5 separate regions of the Mus musculus genome follow, and all the other regions are linked to region 2. The links are chromatin contacts, called in public HiChIP or PLAC-seq and Micro-C maps. All regions are on one chromosome and are shown on one strand. Each heading gives the region's core, a stretch centred on a gene start, on an enhancer-like site or on the middle of the called end of the contact. The rest is flanking DNA. Distances are from core to core; before and after follow the strand shown.

Region 1 (2,700 bases), core at 23-2,522, 250 kb before region 2:
CCTGAGTTACTGCTGAAAATGACTACTGGCTATCAGCTGAGATGTGGGACTACAGATGCTATTTGAGGCTTTATAATGTCCTTTTCAAAAACAGAAGAGATTGGAATTGACCCCAAGCTTCCCATGCTCCACCATGAGAATGACAACTCAAATTCATCCTTGTGAGCATTTCTCTTGGAGTACACACTTAGTCCTCAGTTCTCCATCGCTGACTTCACATTACAGATTTGTGCTGCTTCCTATCATCCAAACTATGTCAAGATGAAAATTTAAGGCCTGCGGTGGTGGCACTGGTGCCAGCACTCAGGAGGCAGAGGTAGGTGGATCTCTGGTCTACAGAGTGAGTTCTGGGAAAGCCAGGACTACATAGCAAAACCCTGTCTTGAAAAACAGCAAAGTTTTAAAAAAAGAAAATGAGAATTCAACACTTTAAATTGAATAATGCCACATCAATAACTCAACAAATACCAACAATAAACATATATTTTGCATTGGAGTTACTTATCACAGTTGCTTTAGAAGCATATCAGGCATTTAAGGAGAAAAATTAGAGCTACACTTGGTTCTGGTAGAGAAGCTAAAGGGAATGAGGTCGAAAAGCATTAAGAGCGCAGTCAAGGACCCTGCCTAGTAGAACGAGGCCATAAGACATTCTATAAGGCTCCAGGCAATGTGGGACACACCTATAACCACAGGAAGAAGCACGGAGCTGTAGGCCAGCCTCGGTTATGGAACAAAATCTTGTCTCAGGTGGATATAAAAATGTTTTCTCACTAGGTCCAATGACAAGACACTGTATTGGCATATTAATAAATTTCTATGCTAATAAATTATTGGTGTATACTTAACCCACAAGGCTGTAGGCTCTAATGAGACAAAACCACATTGATATAACCACAGAAATAGATAATGGGACAATAATGGAAACTGAAAACTGTAGCAACTGCTCGTGCTTCTGTGACATGCACCGCTGACTGTGGTGTCAACAGACCAGACAGTAACCCAGGGAGGACAAAACACTGCTAATTTTGCACTTCTTTAGCAGAGTAGGAAAGGAATTAACTACATTCTTTCCTCTTTCTGGTGCTTATATTTTTAAAATTCTATTAGTATCTCACAGATTTCTCAAGAGGAAAGCTGCGTGTATCAGAATTAACAGGAAGGATAGGCCATGGGAAAATAAAACCAACAAGCAACCTTGCTGTTCTGCACTTCACAGGGCTGTCACTCGTACTAGAAGAACGTCACTTTGAAGCCCTGTTTGCATTCCATTTTTAACTAGAGGGAAGAGGATGGAGGTCTTTGGTTTCTATGACAACCCAGATGGGCCATAATACAAGATACTTACAAATGTTCAATTGCAGGAATGCCAAATCAAATTAAGGCAGAGTTAGCACTACTTCATAAAAACTAGATGGAGAGAAAACAAAATACTTATGGCAAATGATGCCATTTCTAGAAGTGGTTCTGAAGGATCTCACAAGAAAATATAAAGAGTAACTATTTTTAGTACAAACAAATAAGACAGCAAAACTAATATATAAAAATAAAACTCCAGTTTACATGAGTAAATGCTTTCATTAACATCTGACTACTGACGACTGGAAAATTACTACCTCACTTAATGCTTTCCTGTTTGTTGGTTGTTGTTGTTGTTGTTGTTGTTTTAATCCCTCCCAAATAACAGGAATTTCATTAGTGATTTGAGTCACTGCAACCTGGCTGGTTAAACACTGAGTAAACCTCCTCTGAGTGATTTGTCCTTTGCTCCATACTCACGATTGGATTTGGCCTTCACAGCTCAAAATAATTACAAGATGCCAGTGCTGCAAAAAGAAATTAATTTGTAGCCTACATTTACATTTTGTGAAATTTACTTATTACTATTCCCTATCAGTAATTTATCACTTTGTATTTATTAATTGTGATTTGAGAGTTACCCCCAGTGAACACTTTTGGCTTTTTAAAAGTATCATTTTGAAAAACAAACAAACAAAAAACATGTAACCTCATCAAAACATTTGAGGTGGGAAATGTTTTGTAGTCAAAGTTAATAAGAATGTATTTACAGGACAGAGTTTACCACTGGGGCAAGGTGGGCAGGTTGCATAACCTTACAGAATCACCAGGGAATTTATCAAGTGTACAACCTGCAAACAGATTCAGCACAGGGGGTATACACATGTACATACACACATGTACATACACATACATACACAAACCCCAGAGCTCCTGGTTTGTATACTTACTCAAGTCTCTTTGCAAAAGCCAAATTTGCAATTTGAAATTGAAAATATAGTCCTCAAAACAAAGTACCCTGTGTTTTAAATATTAAGTAGATCGATAGTATTATTGTTTTAATACTTAATATACAGGCTAAGTAATTACACGCAGGATAGTATTATTGTTTTAAACTTAATATACAGGCTAAGTAATTACACGCAGACGTGTCTGCTGCTGAAACATTTAACTAAGGCTATGACTCTGACTTCAAAGGCATCTGAACTTGTTTTGCTCAGTTTGTTTCTATGACTTCTTTCCAAATGGCATGAGTCTGTTTAGAAATATTGTGAGATTATAAAGCAGGACTAGAATAATTTCCTCAACATAACATTTTGTAAAGCAAGGGTATTTGTTATTTTTAAAGAAAAACCTGTATCTGAAGGGTTTTGTTTAATCAGAGAACTAAGAAAGTTCTAT
Region 2 (2,700 bases), core at 55-2,554:
AACAGATCGGGCCATATTTATGAAGCACGACTTACAATGAAAATCCCAAACTGACACAGTACTCCGCTGCTGACAGGAAAATGCTACTTTAAACAGCATTGACTGCTGGGACACGCTTCCTAAATTCATTTTTAAAAAATATGCATCTTAGAATTAAGTGAGTCACAATAATCAGGGGAAGAAAGAAGACAGGGTTTTTGTTAACTCTCAAGATTGTTCAATCAAAACAGACTTTCACCATCCACACCCTAAAAAAGACAGAATATGTAAGGTAAAATGCCAGGTCCCCCCCCCCCCACTTTTCTGGAAAATCCATTAACATTGAATGATCTTGGCCTTGACCTATTTTAAAAAATGAAAAGAATTGAAGGTAAGAATGAGACTGTCTCTGAAAACGGGTGGATTCCTAATCTGTGCTGGGATTGGCAGCCAGAGATGTGCACGCGCCAGCGATGCTCCTGAGCTACTACATCCCCAGACCTCTGAGTGTTCTTAAAATTCCACCCCCGAGACTGCCCCAACCCTTCTAGATGAACACCATTTCCTTCCCTTTGAGGAAGGCAGCGGAACTAGACCTGGAAGAGTGAGGGAGAAGCGAAAAACAAATTTTTCTGCAGCTCACACATGCTATAGCCAGTCGAGTCAAGGACACTATATATGGGCGCCGCCTAGGTGTGAATGTGCGGTCCTGCATTCTGTTTGAGGCCCAAATCTCCAGCACACTGCGGTATGCCCTAAGACCGATATATCGTCCTACAGAGATGTTTCCATCCAGAGGGCCTCCTCCCTAGCTCAGGGTCTTCTGCATGTTCAGCTGCTCGGGGTACAGAGCTGGAAACTCTCCCGGTGCATTCCTGCTGGGAGCTCGCCAAGCCCATTGGGGAAACGTCTGCAACGCTTAGTCTGGGGAAATGAGTTTTGCACTTTCACAGAGTGTGAAATTCCTCAGGGGCATTCTTGTACTCGGAAAGAGAAATCAAACCCAGCTCTTTCCTTCAGGGTCCTTGCGGTTAAGAAAGTAAGTCGAATACAGATCAGTCTGTGGCCAGCGGTGCATGGGGACAGGAGCAACAGAGCTATCTGGCTCACAAGCTTGAGATTTTAGGAGCTTGTGTTGCAGGCGGGTAGACATAGGGAGGGGCAACCAATGCGCCTAAACCACCAAGAAGGAGCTCAAAACTGCGCTATCTTCCTAGAAACCTTGGCGGCGCGGCCCGCTGCTTGCTGTCTGATGCAACAGTTTGCAACGCGGTTCTGGGAGTGGAGGCCTGTGGTGCGGCACTCGGGCCGCTGACGCGCATGCGCCGGCTGTGTCCTGCCCCGCCCCGCGGCGGGAATCTTTTCACCAGATGTGCGGGGCGGGGATGGAGGCGGGGCCGGAGGCGCGAAGACCTTTTGGCAGATCGCGCTTGCGATCTGAGCCGAATTAGAGTTCTTCGCAGGCATTGGCTGACTGACCCAGTGATCCAAAAAAAATCACCCCAAAGGAGCCTGGAGAGAGAAGTTAAAGAGCTAGCTGGCTTTTGAGTCGACCTCCCTTCCCGAGCCTCCGGATTTCTGCTGCTGTCCCACCTATCCTGCCCTGAACATTTTCTTTGCAGGAGGGAACATGTCACATCAATATGTTCTGCCTTTCAGATGTCTGACGATCCAGATGAAGACGATTGTCTTCCATATACACATTCCTCCGGTATTATAGATTGTAACTGACTTCTATTTTATTAACTGTTTCTCTAAATTAACTTTAAATCGATTCTCTTTTTATGTACCCTTGCCTCAAGAGATAACATTAGAGAAACCATAGCCTGAAAATAAGCTCAGAACTATTCAAATAAAAATGTTTGTTGTTGTTAGCTAAAGTTGTCTTATCTACCGCATTGGGGGTGTCTGGAGGTAATAATAGCCATTGTGCTAAGGTTTGTCAATGTTAGCAGAACTACTCGAAGCATTGTACACCTTCTACGGTCTCCTGATGCCCAAGGAAGTGGATGTTCTCTGGGAAGCCCAGAGAAGTTAAGCAATTTGCTTGAGATCACAAAACTAGAGACGAAGTCCACTAGCCTGATGATTCTAAAACCTCCTTTCAAAAGCCCAATGCAAGAAGGACCCAAAGATTTCTCCCAATCCCACCCCTCTTTTTAAAACAGGCACAAATGTCAGGGTCTGGATGAAGACCTCCAAAAATCTATTGTCAAGGGAATAGTGGCATAGGACGGAGGGGGTTAGCCCAACCAAGGTTCTGTACTGATTCTGCTGTTAAGAGCTTGGGCCTTTTGTTGCCTTAACCGAGGAATCGTCCACAGCAGAATTTTCTTTCTTTCTTTTTAAAAGATTAGTTATCTAATCAATCATACCTTCACACAATTTAGTTTATTTTTGGTGTGTGTGTTGTCTGTATGTATGTCTGTCCCAGACGAGGATAAGCTGCCGCTGGATGACCACCCAGGCGTTTAAATCATTTGGAATTAAACTCCAGAAATACACCTTTAACTTATCTTTAGAACTGTTCCCACAATTCTTTCCAAAATTCGCCTCACACAGCCTTCTCCCTGGTCCCTGACTGCTTGGAAATCCCATAGGTGCTTCCAGTTAATCCATGCCTTACTGCCTACACCTCCCCTTTACCTGGCAAGGGTTGGGACATGGCTATCCATCTTTGCTTTTTCATTTTCCTCTCTGAACCAAAGTAACCCATAAATA
Region 3 (2,700 bases), core at 33-2,532, 130 kb after region 2:
CATTGAGGGCAGGGGTAGAGCCTCCAAACGGGGAGCCCAGTCGAGGCCTGGGTCAGGAGGGTAAAATTGTTCTTCACTCTTCAACCCGCAACCCCTGGAGAGGCCCTGTCTAGTCCTGTCAGTCAAAATAGGCACCGAGTTCCCAAGCTGTGGGCTCAGGTCTATCTCAAAGACAATCTCGGGGCTTACCCTTGGGCCCATCTCCCGGCTCCATCACGTCTGGGTCCTGGTCGAAAGGGCCAAGGTTCTCCGATGCCCCGCCCTCCCATCAACCCCCAGGCACGCAGTTCCTGTAGTCTCTGGGCGTGGGCAATGTGCTTCCGCGGGTTCTCGAGCCCCTACCCCTGCTGGGGACAAGTCGGGAAAGGGTGCTCTGGGCGCCCGTGGGGTAGATTTTCGATTATTAAGTGATCACTTCAGGAAAGCTATGGCCCCCAGGACTGTTCCTGAGGCGGAGAGAAGCCTCTGTACTTTAGGGGAAGAGAGAGGGGTGCTGGATATTGGGCCAAATCATTGTGCCTAACACTTCCTCTAAGAGCTGGGAGGGTGGAGGGCTGGGAGATGTATCTCCCCGGATGAGTAAAAGAGAGGGTACTCCTGGAGAGGGGGAAGGGAAACAGGAGAGAACAGGGGTGTTTTCCGTCGGGGCTCAAGGTCGCGGACAGAGGACTCCAACGGGCTAGAGCGTACTGGAGGCTCCCGGTGGGCCAAGGTGGGAACGGAGGGCAGGGAGACGGGCGGGAAACGGGCGCTTTGGGGCTTCATCTTCCGGCGCCTTGAAGAAGAGCCAACGGGAGGGAGTGAGGGAGTGTGGGTCCTGACCCGACGGCTGCTCTGCTTCGGGGTTGGGCTGTGGGCTGGGACTATTCCTCCCCTAGCCTTCTCAATGATCACCAATCCCTAGAGGTTCACCTAGAGAAACCTTTTAGAGACCTGGGGTCCTTCTTCCAGAGGGGTGCCCCATCTCTGAGCTCTCCGCCCCTTCCGCACCGCGCTTGCCTTTCAAAGGGGTCTGGGGCCCTGTTCCAGCCCGACCCACCTCTGGAGACCTTCAGGGGGTCCCAGAACCCTACATCCTCATCTTGCATAGAAGCCCCCCGCCCCCGCGATTCCGCGGAGTTACTCACCCGCTGCTTCTGTCTTGCTCCGCTGGCGCCGGACAGACGGCGGAACTAGCCAGAGGCCCTGCGAGTCGGTGGGGTGGGCGACTGGGCCGGGGGCCGGGGGCGGGGACAGGGTGCCAAGGGGCGGCCCCTGCTTCGCCTGCAGCTCCCGGCGCTGTGGCTCCGACTCGCGCTCACGCTCGCACTTTTCTCCGAGCCGCGTGATGTCACAGGGAAGCAGCCAATCGTGGTGGGGACGCACCGCCCGCCCGGGGCCGGTCACCCAGCGGCGACGCGCGGGGGTCACCACCTGGAGTGTCAGGCACCCTTGATGCTCACACCCTTCCCGGGAGATGGCCCGCAACTCCGGACTCCAGCACCGAGGGCACCGCCCACAGTCGCCAGGGAGGATTAGCCTCCGGCTCTGCCCTCCGGGGGGTGGGGTGGGGGCTGTCCGCGTTGTCATGGGGACTAGGCGCCCCCTCGCGGGCTGGGGAAGAACCAGGCGGCCAAGCTTGGCTATGAGCCCCGCCTCCGCCCTAACCACGCACTCTGGACACCGAAGTGTTTTCGAACCTCTCCACGGCTTGTAGCCCCTTCGTCGTTCCGCCTGAGGTTAAATCCTGGTCTTGAGGGTTTGGCCCCAACAGGCCCCTGGTGTGCGGCGGGGCAGATCTAGCAACGTGCTTCTGTCGGGACAGAGCGCTGCCTGATAGCCGCTGGACAGCCAAAAGACTGCAGCCGTCGGGGCCTGGGGAAGAGCAGGTGAGACTGGACAGGCGAGCATCTACCCTGGCTAAAGATCTTGTCACTCTCCACGCCCGGGAAGGGACGCGCATTAGCTGTGAGACTGAAGATGGCACGAGTCTCCTATCCAGCCGCGAATGAGTTCATCGCTGCCTATGTGGGGAAGCCAGGTGCCCAAGGTCACCTGGGACAGAACAGGCCATGAAGGAAAGTCCAGTCTCCTAGACCTCCCGCAACAGTACTAGGCTAAGGCCCAAAGTAGGCAGGTTCAGCACCTCGGACAGCCCCACACGTCCTTGGTGCGAAGGCCAGTTGCTCAGATCAAGCACCCGCCAGCCAGGGTTGAATGCACCCCTTCGCGCCCGGGGTCCTGAGTACCGGTCACCCACAAAGCTTCTTGAGTGTCAACAGCCAATTAACTTTAAGCCGGCTGACTTCTTGGAAAAACCACCTGAGTCTCAGCTCTCCTCTACTCTCCTGCAAGGGCTGGTAGGGGCTCCTGGGGACAGTGGTAGTGGTAGGGATAGCTTTGTAACGACAGAGGAGTTAGGAACAGAGAATGAATGAGTGGAGACTTGAGCTAGAGTCCGTGAGAGAAGGCTCCTGGTTCAGGTTTCTCCATGCTGAAGAGAGGGACGTCAACATTGGACAAAGTTGAGGGCAGGCTAGTGTGAGAAGCCATCTTCCCTCCCATGGGCGCTTTGGTCTTCCATGATCCTCTGAAGGAAAAAATGAAGGAAGTGCTATTGTTCTTGCCCCCACTTCACAGGAGAGGAGAGGCTCAGTTGTTACCGACATCTTCCACTTTACCATATCCCCCTCCCTGGGGGCCAGGAGCAGGGTGCTCTTG
Region 4 (2,700 bases), core at 81-2,580, 150 kb before region 2:
GAGATTAAAAAAAACATGTCTTCATGTATATCTCAAAGAATAAACTACCTATTTTTAAGACCCTGGTATAGTCCTTAAAAGCTACTGAATTTATACCCAACATAATCATTAATTTAAGTAACCACAATTAATTTTCAAATTTTAGAAGTTACAGTGATGGTTCAGAGGCTAAGAACACTGGCTGCTCTTCCAGAGGGCCGGGGTTCGATTCCCAGACTCACAGGGTAGCTCACAGCCATCTGCAACTCCAATTCCAGAGAATCCAATCCTCTTTTCTGACCTACTCAGGTACGAGGCACACAAATGGTACACAGACATACATATAGACAAAACACTCATAAATATAAAATAATAAAATTAAATTTCCAAATTTTACATTTCCAAGTGAACAATATAGTTAACAATTCAATACGGGTTGTGTTGGCACATGCCTTCAATCTCAGCACTTGAGAGGTAGAGGCAGGCAGATCTCAGTGAATTTGAGGCCAACCTGGTCTCCAGAGAGTATTCCAGGACAGCCATGGATACACAGATAAACTCTGTTTCAAAAACAAAAAACTACCAGCTGGTATTTGGCAATTATCAACTAATGAACCATACATTACCGATATATACTAATAAGACAACATAAACCTATTTTGCATTTTACAAACCCAAACAATTCTAATTTCTATATTAATAAGTTAAAAAACTTGTAAAAGCAGTAATATAAAATATCTCTTTTCTTCTGTTAGGTCCCTACCACTACAGAGAGATCTAATTCATTAAAGTCTTAGTTTTATTAGTGGCAAGCCTGACATCTCTACTTCACCCTCTACCAAAAATACAGCAATTTCTGAGGTAAAAGGTCTTTTGTTTTTGCTTTGGGCTTGGGTTGGTTGGCTTGTTGACACAGACAGGGTCTCTGCATTAGATAGCCCTGGCTGTCCTGGAATGCTCTATGTAAACCAGGCTGGCCTCTTAACTCAGAGCTCTCCTGCCTCTGCCTCTCAAAGGCATGTGTCCACACCCTGCTTTCAGAGCTTTTTTTAGTCTTCCCCTTTGTTCAGACTTAGAACGGTTCACCGATATTCTGCTACTTTGCCAGTAATTTTAAGTTACTTATCCAAAGCCCAGCTGAGGTCCTGAAATTGGGGAATGGAGTTTCACAAACTGCTAAAGTTTTAAGGTTGTGATAATGGCTCTTTACTTTAAAACTACCAATTACAACAGTATTCTGTGTTCAGAAGAAACAGAAATAAAAATGATGTCTGTGGAGGAGTGGTATGCAATACAGGGGTGGGGGTGGGGAAGGCAGGGTGTGTGCAAAGACAACGGAAGCCAAGAGGAAGCAGGTAGAGAAGAGGGCACAGAAACACTGTGTAAGCGATGTATGAAGGCAACCAAACACCACCTTGCTACACATAGGTATTGGACAGGTTCTGGGATGGCCAGAGCAGGTGCTCACCCAAGATAGATTGGCACCAATCTCTACAAATTAAGCAGGGAAAAACTTCTGAAAACATCAACCACAACCAATACAGAATCTAGATCTAATCTGTATATTTATTAAAATGAAACTCACTTCTAAAATATCCCAATTTTCACTCAACCATGCAAAACAACTTCCATACATCCTGCATGTGGCTGATGTAAAGAAAACATACTGAGGCTGGGGTTGTAGCACAATGGGAGAGCATTAGCTTAGCATGTATGAGGCCTGAGTTTTGTCTTAACAGAAGCAAACCACCACCTGATATGCTTCAGTGGGCGAGCACTTACCTAGGAGCTACCATACCTAGGTGCTAGCCCATCCACCTCTCCCAAACCAAACAGGGCTCATGAGATGACTCAGAGAGAAAGGGCCTTTGCTACCAGGCCTGGAAATCTGAGTTCAATCCCCAGAACGCACATGGTAGAAAAAAAAAGTGATTCCCCAAACTCTCTTCTGACTGCCACAAGGCATGAAAGCATGCACACACACACACACATATGGACATATGCATACACACACATACTAAATAAAAATTTTTAAAAATTACTTTATGCTAATTTTAAAGCTAAAACTTTTTAATAAATATAATATAAAATTTTTTATTTACTATTTATGTACTCTAAAATGATGCTTTTTTTAATAAAAGAAACTATATACCCTCTATAATACTGCTGAATTTTTAAAATACCTGTTGGGCAAAAGTATAGCACTTTGTTAGAACAAACTTGGAATTTTAATTCAGAAATAAAAACAATGTTTTTGGAATAGAGACAAAATAAACTATAGTAAACACTCTGACTCACCCATCAGGCCTTCATCAGATGGTACAGCTGGTTAGTGAGAACAAAGCAGTAATGGATGCTGTTAGGTTACTGTAACTCAAATGCTTGCATGGAGAACATACTAGTATTCAGGTGTCTGTGTAAGCTATTACAGATATTATATATATATATATTACACACTTGATGAATCCCTGAGGGTTAAACATCACAAATGTTTCAGATACAAATCAGAAGTCAATTAAATAAAAATGTTACATACTTAATCTTTCCCCCTTCTTCAATTACTAGGAGGATGGGTGGGTAGGGGAGTGGGGGGGTGGGTATGGGGGACTTTTGGGATAGCATTGGAAATGTAAATGAGGAAGATACCTAATAAAAAATTTAAAAAAAATTACTAGGAGGAGATGGGAGAAGAAGAAAGGCATACAGACATGTTAATAATAT
Region 5 (2,700 bases), core at 84-2,583, 220 kb before region 2:
ATCTTTTTAAGATCACATTTTAAAGAACTTGAATATTTTTTTCTTCCATACAATAGAGGGAAAAATAGGGGAGGGGAAGATAGGAGGAGAAAGGGATGAAGGGAGAGGAGAGGAATGAGAGGAGGAAGGAGGGAGGAGTGAGAAGGGAGAGGGAGAGATTCTAAGAACAACTTGTACTCTGGGCAAGATGTGAAGGAAATGGGGGTAACTGATCAGAGAGAATCCTGACACACCTGTATTTTCTCTCAGGTCAGTAACTGACACAGCAAACAAGATAGAACCATGAAGAACTCCAGTGCCAGAGTTCTCGGAGGACTAGCATGTCAGGCAGTACTGAGCACCTAGCGCACAGTCTATCAGGGAGCACATGAGCTCAAACCTGCAGAATTATTTCTTCCTGTCATGTGGCCATTTCAATCAATGCCTGATCCTGAGTTTTGTTCTGCAATACATCCATTCCAAACTCTCCTCAGCAAGTCTTTTGCCTCCTGCCTGTGTCAGAAACATGTTTTCTTAGTTCCCAACTGCAGTAATAACTGAAGCTACCCATCTTTCTTTGTTGTTGTTGTTGTTTTTTAATACTTTTTATTAGGTATTTTCCTCATTTACATTTCCAATGCTATCCCAAAAGTCCCCCATACCCTCCCACCCACTCCCCTACCCACCCACTCCCACATTTTGGCCCTGGCGTTCCCCTGTACTGGGGCATAAAAAGTTTGCAAGTCCAATGGGCCTCTCTTTCCAGTGATGGCCGACTAGGCCTCTTTTGATACATATGAGCTAGAGTCAAGAGCTCTGGGGTACTGGTTAGTTCATAATGTTGTTCCACCTATAGGGTTACAGATCCCTTTAGCTCCTTGGCTACCCATCTTTCACAGGCCTGCCAAGTTCATAATCAAGAAACCACAGTTTGGACTGATATGTCACTTCCTTGGCTAAAACAGACAGACAGACAGACAGACAGACAGACAGACAGATAGACAGACTGACTCAGAGCTGCAAGCGTAAGAGAAGGCTAGTGGGAACTATACTCTTTAGGAGAGAAAAGCAGCACAGACGTACTCTGTCTAAAGCAGACACATGTGGAAGACGAAAGGCTGTGTGTTTCCTCCACTGTTTGGGTCTCAGGCTCTCTTCAGATTAATAGGTATGGAGGCAGGTCAAATCCAGAGCACCTGGCTGGGACTCTTTTCCTCTGGTTTTAACTCTGAGACCAAACACTGTTCAGAAAAGTACTCAGTAATTTTTTCTCTTCCAGAGACTTTATTATTAGCACTCTATTCAAAGTGAAAGTATCCCTGAATACTCAGAAGCGACTCTCACTCAGAATGAGACATGAATGCCTGATTAAAGCTAGCAGCAGGTTTGAGGTCTAGATTGTAATAGGGTCACATAGCTACCCAATTTCCCCAAATGCACAGCTTTTTGTTCGTTTCTACACCAAAATAAAGACAATAGTTTTATTTGCTGATTGCCAAATCAGTCAAAACCTGATCGTAAATGCTGGTTTAAAGAAAAATGTTTGGGCATAGAGGAACAGCTCAGCGTCTGAACACTCCACACTGTGCATGGGAGCCTGGGTTCAGTCTCAAAACTCAGATGAAAAAGGTTGGGAACTGTGCCAATCTCTAGCCGTTTCTCAAACATGGACTGGCTGGCACTGGGGTCTAACTTAGTAAGTCTAGAGCAGTGGTTCTCACCCTTCCTCATGCTGCAACCCTTCACTACAATGCATGCTGTGGTGACCTGCAGCCATAACACTATTTCATTGCTACTTCGTACCTCTAACTTTGCTAGTTATGAATCAAAATGTAAATATCAGATATGCAGGATATCTGGTAAGTGACCCCAAAGGTCTCGACCCACAGGTTGAGATCCACTGGAATAGAACACCATCCATTATCCTTAGGATAACTGCAGCTGCATAAAATGAGCATCTCACAGAAAAACAGAAATGTATTTTCATTTAAATCTTTTCTTTTGGTGCAGAGGACTGAAGTTAGGGCCTTGCATATACCAAACATTCATGATCAGAGTAAACAACACTCCCAACCCAAAACTAAAGACAAAAACACTGAAATCAATTTAAAATGTAGATTTCTATTAGCCAAAGGGCTGCACAGTCTTATCATCTGTGGGCATTGCTGCTCTCCAAGTACACGAACTGTTCACAGAGACAGGACTGCTCAACACAGCACCTGCTTTGTAGCACAGCTGGCCTCGAGCTCTCAAGCTTCTGGGCTTAAGTCACCTAAGCACTGGGATCAGTGCCAAGCCACACCACCACATCTTCACATTTTTAACAAGTTTCACAGGCAAAAAGAAATCCACTTCATTATCATTATTCTTTGATTAGTGAAACTGAATATCAACTATATACTGAGCATTAATGACATGTGTCATCTATCTATCTGCAAGCCACTTCTCTCCAGTTGTATCGTTCTCTGGCTTGTAAGAAAACTACTTCTGAATTTTTCACTCATTTTAATTTACGACTTTACTACATATGTACCTGCAAACTGTAACTGTGTGTGTGTGTTGTTATGGATTGAACCTAGGGCCTCACAACCTCATACATTAGCCAAGTTCTCATTTCAACTACACAGGTCCCAATTATATTTTAATAGCTTTTAAGTATCCTTCTGTAATTTTAATTTTCCTCCAGTATTGCAAAATTCCCCATGATGATTAACAAATCTG

What was found. A called contact is a pair of places that touch in the nucleus more often than the background predicts. HiChIP or PLAC-seq counts read pairs in DNA pulled down with a chosen protein or histone mark.
Region 1: an H3K4me3 HiChIP or PLAC-seq map of forebrain shows a contact between it and region 2, with 2.7 times the contacts expected there. The contact joins two enhancer-like sites. A contact is called at or near these places in 3 of 15 datasets of contacts at CTCF or cohesin (the NIH/3T3 cell line, large pre-B cells and pro-B cells), 5 of 484 Hi-C or Micro-C datasets (3T3-L1-derived adipocytes, the Ba/F3 cell line, LSK cells and 2 more), 10 of 115 datasets of contacts at active chromatin or transcription factors (astrocytes, bone marrow-derived macrophages, embryonic forebrain and 5 more) and 1 of 9 other capture datasets (embryonic stem cells).
Region 3: a Micro-C map of embryonic stem cells shows a contact between it and region 2, with 3 times the contacts expected there. The contact joins the promoter of Chrm4 here to the enhancer-like site in region 2. A contact is called at or near these places in 13 of 39 promoter capture datasets (the 3T3-L1 cell line, the C10 cell line, the HPC-7 cell line and 8 more), 2 of 15 datasets of contacts at CTCF or cohesin (embryonic stem cells and pro-B cells), 75 of 484 Hi-C or Micro-C datasets (the AML12 cell line, B cells, the C10 cell line and 43 more), 26 of 115 datasets of contacts at active chromatin or transcription factors (bone marrow-derived macrophages, differentiating embryonic stem cells, effector CD8 T cells and 13 more) and 3 of 9 other capture datasets (adipose tissue, liver and pancreatic islet).
Region 4: a contact with region 2 is called in an H3K27ac HiChIP or PLAC-seq map of extraembryonic endoderm stem cells. The contact joins two enhancer-like sites. A contact is called at or near these places in 2 of 39 promoter capture datasets (the 3T3-L1 cell line and hippocampal neurons), 3 of 484 Hi-C or Micro-C datasets (the G1E-ER4 cell line, muscle stem cells and nephron progenitors) and 7 of 115 datasets of contacts at active chromatin or transcription factors (bone marrow-derived macrophages, embryonic forebrain, embryonic stem cells and 4 more).
Region 5: a contact with region 2 is called in an H3K4me3 HiChIP or PLAC-seq map of bone marrow-derived macrophages, with 2.4 times the contacts expected there. The contact joins two enhancer-like sites. A contact is called at or near these places in 2 of 484 Hi-C or Micro-C datasets (Sertoli cells and cerebellum) and 3 of 115 datasets of contacts at active chromatin or transcription factors (bone marrow-derived macrophages, embryonic midbrain and embryonic stem cells).

What each region holds. Positions count from the first base shown.
Region 1 is chr2:92,300,638-92,303,337 of GRCm38.p6, reverse strand. The region is part of intron 6 of Phf21a (PHD finger protein 21A); the gene reads right to left. Among named protein-coding and RNA genes, the nearest start is that of Large2, 69 kb to the left of the region's middle. Within about 2 kb of position 1,272, at least 39 of the 459 cell types and tissues checked have an H3K27ac peak or open chromatin away from gene starts, as enhancers often do. A contact at or near this core is called in cortical neurons, forebrain, pro-B cells and 1 more, where this site is marked.
Region 2 is chr2:92,054,140-92,056,839 of GRCm38.p6, reverse strand. No RefSeq gene overlaps it. Among named protein-coding and RNA genes, the nearest start is that of Gm31473, 27 kb to the right of the region's middle. Within about 2 kb of position 1,304, at least 280 of the 459 cell types and tissues checked have an H3K27ac peak or open chromatin away from gene starts, as enhancers often do. A contact at or near this core is called in CD8 T cells, ECoMG myeloid progenitors, the N1E-115 cell line and 34 more, where this site is marked.
Region 3 is chr2:91,920,771-91,923,470 of GRCm38.p6, reverse strand. Chrm4 (cholinergic receptor, muscarinic 4) reads right to left here and starts at 1,282. Exons shown (of 2, transcript NM_007699.2): 1 at 1,128-1,282.
Region 4 is chr2:92,201,116-92,203,815 of GRCm38.p6, reverse strand. The region is part of intron 1 of Phf21a (PHD finger protein 21A); the gene reads right to left. Among named protein-coding and RNA genes, the nearest start is that of Mir1955, 10 kb to the right of the region's middle. Within about 2 kb of position 1,330, at least 42 of the 459 cell types and tissues checked have an H3K27ac peak or open chromatin away from gene starts, as enhancers often do. A contact at or near this core is called in embryonic stem cells, extraembryonic endoderm stem cells and pancreatic cancer cells, where this site is marked.
Region 5 is chr2:92,272,229-92,274,928 of GRCm38.p6, reverse strand. All of the region lies in intron 6 of Phf21a (PHD finger protein 21A), which reads right to left. Among named protein-coding and RNA genes, the nearest start is that of Mir1955, 82 kb to the right of the region's middle. Within about 2 kb of position 1,333, at least 61 of the 459 cell types and tissues checked have an H3K27ac peak or open chromatin away from gene starts, as enhancers often do. A contact at or near this core is called in bone marrow-derived macrophages, where this site is marked.